Regions from separate parts of the Mus musculus genome. Here region 2 is linked to region 1. Evidence: chromatin contacts called from public promoter capture Hi-C data. All regions are on one chromosome and are shown on one strand. Each heading gives the region's core, a stretch centred on a gene start, on an enhancer-like site or on the middle of the called end of the contact. The rest is flanking DNA. Distances are from core to core; before and after follow the strand shown.

Region 1 (5,137 bases), core at 2,054-4,553:
GCTTACGCTTCGCTGGCTTTTTATAGAGCCCAGGACCACCTGCTTAGGGATGCTGCTGCCTGCAGTGGGCTGGACCCTCCTGCATCAACAATAAGATAATTACCCACAGACATTGCCACAGGCCAATCTAATCTAGGCTTTCCTCTCGGAGGACTATGACAAAGCTGAGACAATGGGCAAGCTCTAGAGTCACAAGAATCACTCCTAAAAATAAGTGAGACAAGGACAAGAGGTTCTGGAAGTCCTTTCTCTTAAAAAATCTCTCCCCGTGCTGTCTAAGTTTCATAGTTAAGATCATTCCATTTGTTTATCAGTTCATGGCTGTCTTCCTTCTCTAGGCAACAAGCTGACACACGTCAGTCCATTTATAGTGACTTCCTCTTCCCACTCCCATAACACTACCTAAGAAGGATTTTTGTTGTTTGTTTTGTTTTTGAGGAAATCTCTATTCTGTCTCTCTGGCTGTCCTGGAATTACTGGGCAGACCAGGCTGACCTCGAACTCAGAGATCCTGCTTCTGCCTCGAGTGCTGGGATCAAATACACCACTATACCCAGCTTCCCTCATTGCTTTCAACTGTGTGTGGGTGAATTTTATGATACAAATCATGATATATAACGAACATTTCTCAGTTTAAATCCACCCATTCTAGAGTGTAGAAAGCACACTGCCACAGGCACCAACCTGGTAACAAGCCATGGATGTACAAGGCACTGATTTCCATGCCTACGATAACACCATTACCAAAATGTATACTGAAGGGCTAAAGCAGTCAAGAGCACTTACGACTTTTGTAGAGGATCAGTTCCAGGGGTTTTGACTCCTTCTCCTGGCCTGTGTGGACACTGTAGGCACACAGTGCACACACATACATGGAGTCAAAATGTACACACACACAAAAAAAATACACTACCACAAAATAAGCCTCACTACACAGTGAATATCTTAAAAAGTAATGCCGGATGGTGGTGGCACATGCCTTTAATCCCAGTATTTGGGAGGCAGAGGCAGGCTTGATTTCTGAGTTCGAGGCCAGCCTGGTCTACAAAATGAATTTCAGGACAGCCAGGGCTATACAGAGAAACCCTGTCTTGAAAAAAACAAAGAAAAAAGAAGAAAAAAAAGTAACAACTTCAAATGTAATTATAAAAACAGGAGAAAGACCAGGACAGAAAGTATACAAGTGATGTGGACCAGATTGGTCAAGTAAGAAGAGAAACATGCGATTGTTAGTGGGTGAAGTCATTTTCCTCTGACTGATACAGGAAACCAAGATGCTCTGGCTCCACAATGAAGACACCCAGAGACTTCTATACACTCAGGCTTTGGTCCCACGTGCCCACGGTTTGACAGCCATTGACTGTATTCTCATAGGCATGCATAACTGATAGAGTTTTTAAATACTTTTTATTCTTTTGGGGTTTTCAAGATAATAGAGCTTTCTCCCCACAAATGGAGCCCGTCAGTTCAGGCACTTGCTTTCTAAGCAAACTAAATCTATTATGTCTCTATTATATACACTGGCTATCCTGAAACGAGCTATGTAGACCAGGCTGGCCTCAAACTCTCTCTGCATGTAGTTACTCTCTACAATGTACACACATAGTTGCCATGCTTTTCACAAATGAAGCCCCAATCTAAAGCTTCAAGTGAGATTTCAGGGCAAAGTCCTCTCCAAAACCCAGATAGTACATTCCTTGCCTGATGCTAAATATAGTCTTCTCACAATGACATACATTTTGACAATGATCAGCCTTACATGTCAAAAATTTCTAAAATAGCACAGATTCCATTTTAAGGTAAGCTGGAAATCTATTAAAACTGAATTGCATCAAAAGCTGCAAGAAGGAAAAGTAGATTTAAAATAATTGTGTCGCACTTTTGCATTGTGCTCTCCAAGTCAAATGCTGCAGGTAAAATACAAAATTGTACACGGCTTTCCTTAAACGAGCCCTCAGAAGCACCAGGCAAAGGACAGTGCTGAGCTGGGCCTCAGGGTGCTGGCCTGTAATTCCAACTGCGCTGGAGGCTGGGACGGTCACAGTCCTGCCTGCCGGCACTACCGAGTTCAAGGCTCGCCTGGAAAACCTAGTAAAATAGATAAGGAAAGAACTTAGAAGCAAGAGAGCTTGCCTAGCAGGCACCAACTACACAGCATGAAATCTGTTTATATTACCACCTCCGCCCCCACGCACAAACAAAAGACTTTCCTTCAGTTAATTATGCACTTTCCCCATACAAACACACCCAAACGCAAAACAAACAAAACAAAAAAACAAAAACATGCAATTTGGATTTTCTTACAGTGGCAGTTCAACATATAAATGAATAATATTGGGGGAAATTTTATGTAGTTCACACACTATCGTGTGACCAAGACAGTCTAAAAACTTCGTTTCACAATACCGGGAACATACTTCTGAGACTCGTGCAATGGGCCGCGCGGCTCCTATACAAAAGTTGGTTGATGAATGACGCCCCGGTCAGAAAGGTGATTTCTTCGTGGGGCTTCTTTTCTCTGCCTGTCTGTCTTTTTCCAAGGGTAGTCACTTTGTGAGGGCATGCCATGTGCTATTTTTACCACGTTATCTATGCTCAACTCCTTGTCCACATTGTGGCCTTAAAAATAAAACGCTTATCTCAAGCCACTGAGCAATCACCTAATCTCTCAATTTGCTCCTTCTTCATTCAGACACACACACAAAGAGAGAGACCTGTATGTATGTGTTATGTATATGTGTATATAAACATATATGTATATATTACTCTTGAACATCTCACATATGATGCCTTTACTCTGACTTTTAGAGCTAGCTGCTCAACCTCCAAGTGTATCCCTGTCTTGGCACTGGGGAACAATTTGGAGGCCGGGCATGGCAGCCTAATAAATCCTTAATTTCCCCGCTTCCACGGACCCATCCGCAATTTCTTTAAAATCTCAGCCACAGCTGGCGGAGTCCGCAGTGGGCACGTGTTGGGTGCCACAGTGAACTCGCCCGCTCGGACCCTAGGGGTCCCCGGCGGAGAGCGTACACACATTCGGCTCATGGAAACACTCTCCCCCAAACTCAGCCGCCCAGATGCAGGTGGAGCAGAAGCGCCCGGCCCGGCGAGGGACCCCCAACCCCCGCAGCCCAGGATGGTCTGGCCGAGCGCAGGCCACCAGGAGGGCCCGGAGCCCCGCCGCGTCCGCCCAGCCCAGCCCAGCCCAGCCCTCCTACCCGCCTGCCGCCGCCCGGGCGCCGCTCCTCCCGCTCCGCGCTGCGTGTCGGGCTCTGCGCGCTGCCCCCGCCGCTCCCGCCGCCCGAGCCCGCTGGCCGCCGCGCGCCAGCAGCAAGTTTCCATAAAAGTCCTGGTGCAGCGGCTCCCGCATTCCAGACGGGCCCAGCGCCCGCTGCAGCTGTTCCCGGACCAGGCCAGTCCCCACCCCCACCGCCGCGCAGCAGAGGGTGGAGAGTCACCCAGAAAGAAGAGGGGCGCTGGCTGCCACCGCAGGCTGCCTCCTGGCAACCTGCCGGCCCGCTTCCCTCAGATTCTCTACCTGCCCTAGTAGCCCATAAAACTCCCTGACTTCTGGCCAGCTTCCCCTTTCCTTCGGAAGGAATGGGGCGACAGTGTGAAAACGCTGAGTCTGTCTGCCGCTCCTCTTTAACCTCGAGGAGAGGTGACTGGAAAAGACGCTCAAGGGAACGGGATAAGAGCCTGCTCTTAACTCAACGGCTCACCTTTCCTTAGCTGAAGGCAATACAAATCTGCGCTCTCACATCATCTAAAAGCACGACGTGAGTGTTAGGCACAAGCCTGCCAGGAAAACTACACTGGAGTGTGAGAGGCAAGCCCAGCTGAGGCCTCTTTGGATAAAGAGAGGCCCCGCTTCACTCCATCAACAGCAACCAACCAAACCGAGGAGCCATAGCTCTATGAGGAGCATGTTTGTGTCACAAAACAAGGCCCCGGGGTCACCTCCCAGAGCCACACAACAAAAACAGCATTAGTGAAACAAGTTAGCCAGTGCGGGGTGGGGGGCGGGGGACAGAGAGGGGGGCCCCAGCACTTAGGAGGGGACGGCACGAGCAGAGTTCCAAAGCTAGTCTTCACTATAGAGAGTCTGAGGACAGCCCGGGCTTCAATAGGCCATCTCTCGGAAATCCCCAAAGAAAAGAAAAATGAGAGGCACCGAGGTAGGTGACCCAGGGACAAAGGAAACCACTTCTGATTCCATCAGCAGACAGACCAAAGCTCAGGTGATGTTATTGCTCTTGAATATAGTGGTTTGCCATCCCAGCCCTCACTATCACCAGGAGGTAAATGTCAATAGGAGGTCTGGAGGCCGGCTCGTCCCTTCCACGATTCGGTGCCTTCACCTGTTCCGTTCATGGGAATGTCCACAGCCCCATACAAGCTCCCTACAGGACCCCTCCGTTTGAACCGCTCCTCTCCCGGAAGCCCCTCCCAGCGCTCTCCATGTCTACTGCAAGGCTCGAGGAGTCTTTTCCTCACCGTGCACTTATAATTGTATCTTTATTCTGATTAAAAAAAAAAAACTATTTGGAGACCCATGAGAGCTAATTACCCTTCTGAGGGTAGCTCCTCACTAGGCCCACTTTTTAAAAGATTTATTAATTTATTCATTTTATGAGTACACTGTAGCTACCTTCAGACACACTAGAAGAGGGAATCGGATCTCATTACAGATGGTTGTGAGCCACCATATGATATGGTTGCTGGGAACTGAACTCAGGACCTCTGGAAGAGCAATCGGTGCTCTTAACCGCTGAGCCATCTCTCCAGCTCTTTATTCTGATTTTTAAAGGATGAGATTTGTATTTCTACCCAATAGCCTCATCAAATCGTGCAAAACTGTCCATTTTCTCCATAAACACGGAGAGCATCCCGCTGTGCCTCCGGTAGTGTAATTGTCAGGTGAACATGTTAGAACATTCTCAATCTGCGGGTCACATAAGACCATTTGCATTATAATTCATAACAGGAGCAGAATTGCAGCTATGAAACAGCAATGAAAATAGTTTTATTTTGGGGAGTCACGACATGAGGGTATTAAAAAGACACAGCACTAGGAAGGTTGAGAACCGCTGGGAAGAGACTCAATGAGGGAATGTGTGATACAGTCCACCTG
Region 2 (5,605 bases), core at 2,473-4,972, 1.7 Mb after region 1:
ATGAATTTATGTTAGGAAAAAAAAAAACCAAAAATAATTTATCAGTTTATCATTGACTATGCTTTTATTTGGTAATAGGAAAAAAATCAAAAAATTATTTTCTAATCTCATGAGTCACTGGACCTATCTTTTCTGGGAAGAATTATAGCCAGTTCTCAAAACGGTGATATTAACTTAAATTATTATATTTCTCTTAGCTTGTTCAGTTTTCATGGCTTCTCTATTTCCTCATTCCTGGCTGACGTGAGTCTACTAAATGACCCTGTTATTCCTGTTCCCAGCCTTTACGTCTGTGCATGGTGAGGGACCGATTTGTGAGCCTCGAAGTCCACCAAGGTGGGAGGCTTTTCCACACTGCACAGGTATGCTGACACAGCAGAACTCTTTGGGAGGCAATTGTGCTGGCTCACCACACCTGTGACCCTAGCATTTGGGAGGCTACGGCAGGAGGACCATCATGAGTTTGAGGCCAACCTATGCTCCAACAGTGATTTTAAGATCAGCCTGAGCTACTGAGTGAAACTGTACCCAAAAACAAACAAACAAACAGGAACATTACTTCCCTAATCTCCTATGGCAGTTTGAATGAGAATGGCCCCAAAGGCTTCTATATCTGACTGCTTAGCCACCAGGGTGTAGAACTGTTTGAGAACTATTAGAAGGTGTGTCCTTGGCCTTGCTGGAGAAAGTGTGTCACTGGGAATGGGCTTTGAGGTTTCAAAAGCCCACACCAGGTCCAGTCTGTCTGTCTGTCTGTCTGTCCACCTGCCTGAGGATCAAGACGTAAAGCACTCGGCTACTGCTCCATTCTTGGCTGCTTCCTATCCTGATGGTCATAGACTCACTCTCTAGAACTCTAAGCAAGCCTCCATTTAACTGCTTTCTTTCCTAAGAGCCACCTGGGTCGTGGCGTCTCCTCACAGCCATGCAGCAGTAACGACGACATCCCACAGACCACTCCTAAGAAGTCTTTGTCATGTACTTTTATATTAATGAGTTAAAAATGCTATTTTTCCACGACAACACATATGGGCCCTATTATTGGGAAGACTGTCCTTAGAATGAGCTGGGGTTTATTTACATTTTTCTAACTTTCATTCATTAATTCTAAGCTGCCTTCCTGAAATAACCATGCAAGCCTGTTCCATTTAATCTTAGTCAAAAGTCAAGAGGGTCTGTCTGTCTGTCTTTCTTTCATATATTATCTGTCTGTCCATCAATCCACCTGTTATCTATCAGTCTGTGTCTGTCTGACAATCTATCATTTATCTACCTTTGGGTGTCTCAGCGTAGCCTATACTGACATTTAAGCTTAGATATCCCTACCTGTTTCCCAAGCTCTGGGGATCGAGGCATGTGCCACCACACCCAGCTCTGCTCTTCTTTCCACGAAACATTATTTCAAAAATAAGTTCCAACTTTATTCAAAATTGATGCAGACAAAATGTACCTAGGCATGTTCCAAAGGCTTGTCCTGTAACAGATCAGTAGCAGCTCCTGGACTATCCTCGCCTTGACTGCGCTCATCTTGGCCAGCCCTGTACTTGTGGGCTCTCAGCCTGAAATCACCACTGAGGTGCATCTCCACCCCACAGTGATTTCCCACCAAACTTACAGTTGTTTGTTAAACTTTCTTTTTTTAACAAATGGTCAAATAGTTTTCTTAAAAGTCTGTATGTTTGATGTTTAATGGAACATTACATTATTGTTTAGATCTACACATTTGGAAGTTTTAGATTTTATTAACATCAAATACTCAAATACTACCCTCTTTTGGTATAGGCTGATGTTTTTGTCTCCTTTTTTGAGATGGCCTCACGTAGCCCAGGCTGGCTTGAACTTGCTATGTAGCTGAAAATGACCTTGAACTTCCTGATCCTTCACTTTTGCTCCAAGTACTGGAAGTAGAGGTGGATATCATCACCACGGAAGGTCTGCTTTTTAAAAATGTTTATATGGTGCTGGGGGTCTGTGCGTGCTCTGAAGCACTGTAGCCCCTGAGTTGCATGGCAGCCCCACAGTCCAGTAAGAACGCCTCTTCAGGGGATGGGCGTCACAGCACAGTGCTCCCTGGTATACAGAGCTCCAGGTTCATTCCCTAGAACCACAAGCCTGCTGAGAACCACCCTACTGAAGCGTTCTGCTTTCCTTCAAGCGAGGGTTAGCAGACTGTGCACTGGGACTGAGCCCGCCTGACAGAGTCAGTGAGATTAGCTATTTTTACTGCGCTTTACACTTTAGACTTCTTAAATTAATCTCGAAGAAATAGCTCAAGGGCTTAAAATAGTTCATGAGTCACCGAGTTATTTATAATCTCCTATGGACCTCCCAGTTTTAAAACTATAGGTTGTTTTAACTGAGAAGGCTTAATAATAAAAGAAGAAAGGGAGACGTGGAAGGTACAGTAATGAAGAGGCCTACCAGTTGGCCTTTCCCCCGTTGGTTATCCACATCTTCTGGCCGTTGATAACATACTCGTCACCCTTCTTCTCTGCTTTGGTCTTAATGGCCGCCACATCAGAGCCTGCGGAGGGCTCTGTCACACAGTAAGCCTTGGATATCCAGACACAAGAAAAAAATTAAATGTTAATTATTAAATTGTGAATATCTGGCAATAGTGTTATTTTGCTTGTTTGTTTTGAGGTTCCAGGATAGAACCCAGATTCTTAGGTATGCTAACTAGGGTTCTACCAGTGAGCTATGCTCCAGCCCGGCATTTTGTCTTTGAAGGCAGTAATGATAAATGAATATCTAGAATTACAATGTTCTTAGAAAACCAAATAAACTGCTGAAATGTAAAAAAATGTACTCTTTTAAAACATTTTAACTTAATTCAAAACTAGACACAGCATACCAATAAACTACAGAAAATATTAGGAATTGAATAAACAAATTCATTAAATTGAGCTTGCTATGTTGATGTATTTGAATGTTCATTGAATACCCATTATGTAGTAGCCAGATGGAAAACCAGAGCTGAAAGGAAGTCCACCTTGAGATTTTCACCGGGTACAGGGTAACCATATGAAGTGTGGGTGCTAAACACCAGGATTTGAGAAGCCAGTTTCTACGAGATGATGTGTAAGTCAGACCTCAAAAATGAAGGATATTCTGTAGCCATGTATTGTCTGCAGGAGTGTTCTCTGCATGTGATGAGGATGAAACGCAGGATAGGGTTGGGGGCACAGCCTAGCATGCACAAGGGCCTGATTCAGTCCCAGGCATCACCTAACGTAACTGGACATTCCATAAACTGAGTCATGCGTGGTAGCACACATCTGTGATCCCAGCAATAGAAAGGTGGGAGCACGAGGAATAAGAGCTCAAGGTTACCTTGGCTACCCCGTGAGTTCAAAGCTAGTCAGATACATGAGACCCTAAAGACAGAGAGTCACAGCACAGAGATGTGAAGACAGACCCCCCCCCCCCCAGGCTCCCAAGTGCTGGGATTAAATCGGTGCACCACCCTGCCTAGCCAGAGAAACATTTTAAATGACAAATGAAGCAGTTTGAGTCGAAGGATAGCCGGGGCTGCAAACACCCAGACAACCGCTCCCATCTGGAGCTGCAGAAGGACGGTTCAGCAGATATCACTTCCTGAAAGCCAGCAACAGGATAGCTCAACACCATCTTGGAATCCAGAAACAAGTGGACTCTCCCTTGTGGAAATGAGCAGGGATTGCTAAGACACCGGCTGGACAGTCCAGGTACGCCTGTGTCTGCCGGACTTCTGTCCTCAGGGCACGAGGTCCAATAAACACATGCAGACTGAATGGCAGAGCCAGCGCTCCTGGCCCGTTTACAGGGAAATATGGACGAACATACTCACACACATCATTGGCTGCTCCGTCATCCTCCCCAAATACTTCTTTTTTTGTTGATCATTTCCAGCAAGAATCACAGGCATTTGCTACCAAGGGAGATTAACATTAAGACGTCGAGATATTTAAATTAGTTACGTAGATTCAGAAAACCACAGTTCCACGAATAAGAACTACCTGCCTCCCATAAAGAAGTAAACTTATGAACTGGCATTTGCTCTGAACGAAACGAGCGAGAAGAACACAGACTAACATGAGCTTCTCCTTGAGTTATAGGTGGGTGGGGCTGCTTAGTGACACACAAGCGTGGTTGACAGTAAGGAGATCACAGATTAAATTTAGGATATGTGACACGGTCTGCACGACGAGCAGGCCTCCTAGATACTGCTCAGTTCATTTCAGCGTAGTAACTGAGCAGCAGGCCGAGGGGATGGCTTCCGAGCTGCCGCCAAAGAGTACAGTTTCCTCACAAGGACACCCAGAACGGCCAGTATGGGAGACAAGTGAACCACAGTGATCAAGCTATAGAATCACAGCTCCAGGCCGGCAAGCCAGTCTTCCTTATAGTTCTTACAGAGATTAACCCAGCTTCACGGTCGGTGTCTCATTAACAGCCCAGGTAAGCGATTAGCATTTCTCAAATGGTAATTTTACTTATTTTGTACATATGCACACATGTATGTCTATGTATGTGTGCACGAGTTACAGCTCTCTTCTGGAGGCCAGATGACACCTTGGGGGAGTCCGTAGTCTCCTTCCATCACACGGGCCCCAGAGGTGGAACTCAGACCATGGGGGCGCCTTTACCCACTGAGCCATTCCACCAGCCCCATGATAAGTGATTGTCTTAGTGACTTACCCCCAAAGAATTTGCTTCAATAGCAGTTTGCACCCCTGTACACCCATACGCCAACTCTTCGGTAATTAAACAAGCATCGAACGTTCCCAGGCCAAGGCCACCTACAGCGTCAGAGTGTACGTAGCACGTTATAATATGAAGAACAACTCAATAAACTCGAAACCATCTAGACAGGGAGATGCCTGTGCTCTGTGCTGAGTGAGGACCAGGCTCCTCCGAGCAGGCAAGTTCTATGTTGCCAATAGGGAAACAAAGGCAGAAAGCCTCTGAATGGCAACAACACTTTAGAGAAATGGGCGTTTTCATTTTTGTAATTTTCGGAGCAAACGTGTAGGAGGCTTACCGCAACTTTCCGGAATGTGCGCGTTGATCAAGCCGAGTTCCCAGGCTCTTTTGATGAGAGGGAACGGGTACTGAAAGGAGAACAGGTACAGCACACCTGAGCCTAGGCAGGCTGGCCACCCAATCTCCTGGCCATACACGACTTCCCCACTTCCCCGGCAACCCGATACCCACCTCCCCGCTTTTGTCATATTCCGGGGCGACGGGGATAATCTCCTCTCTGGCAAACTTGCGGGCAGTTGCTTGAAACTCTTTCTGCTGTTCCGTCAACTCTAAGGGAACATTATTTTGAGAACATCAAAAAGAGTTCATCAACACTGAGTTGAAGAGACAAGGCCCATGAAGCTGTTCTGCAGAGGTTTCTATCTATCAAGAGGTAAGCTTCTGACCTCAGGCAGCAGTCTAAAGACACAAGACGTACGCACTCGGGCAGCATACAGCAATAAAGCTTGTTTCAGGGACTTACGGAAGAACGTCAACACCATGATTTAAATTTCACTCTTCTTTTAAGCCCCCAATAAGGTTAAGGATATAAGTTCCCACAAATAAAATGGTAAAAGCAATGAGAAGTCTCCCCAAAATA

Evidence for each region. Promoter capture Hi-C pulls out the DNA fragments that hold promoters and counts their contacts.
Region 2: a contact with region 1 is called in a promoter capture Hi-C map of liver, with 4 times the contacts expected there. The contact joins the enhancer-like site here to the promoter of Nexn in region 1. A contact is called at or near these places in 5 of 39 promoter capture datasets (cranial neural crest, hippocampal neurons, liver and 1 more), 1 of 115 datasets of contacts at active chromatin or transcription factors (cardiomyocytes) and 1 of 9 other capture datasets (liver).

Annotation. Positions count from the first base shown.
Region 1 is chr3:152,262,492-152,267,628 of GRCm38.p6, forward strand. It overlaps Nexn (nexilin), which reads right to left and starts at 3,304. Exons shown (of 14, transcript NM_001357206.1): 1 at 3,222-3,304. Gm31999 (a long non-coding RNA gene) reads left to right here and starts at 4,029. Exons shown (of 2, transcript XR_376257.1): 1 at 4,029-4,181; 2 at 4,270-4,547.
Region 2 is chr3:153,933,874-153,939,478 of GRCm38.p6, forward strand. Acadm (acyl-Coenzyme A dehydrogenase, medium chain) reads right to left here. Exons shown (of 12, transcript NM_007382.5): 3 at 5,197-5,294; 4 at 5,024-5,093; 5 at 4,681-4,781; 6 at 3,830-3,910; 7 at 2,422-2,552. Among named protein-coding and RNA genes, the nearest start is that of Acadm, 8.0 kb to the right of the region's middle. Within about 2 kb of position 3,723, at least 27 of the 459 cell types and tissues checked have an H3K27ac peak or open chromatin away from gene starts, as enhancers often do. A contact at or near this core is called in cardiomyocytes and liver, where this site is marked.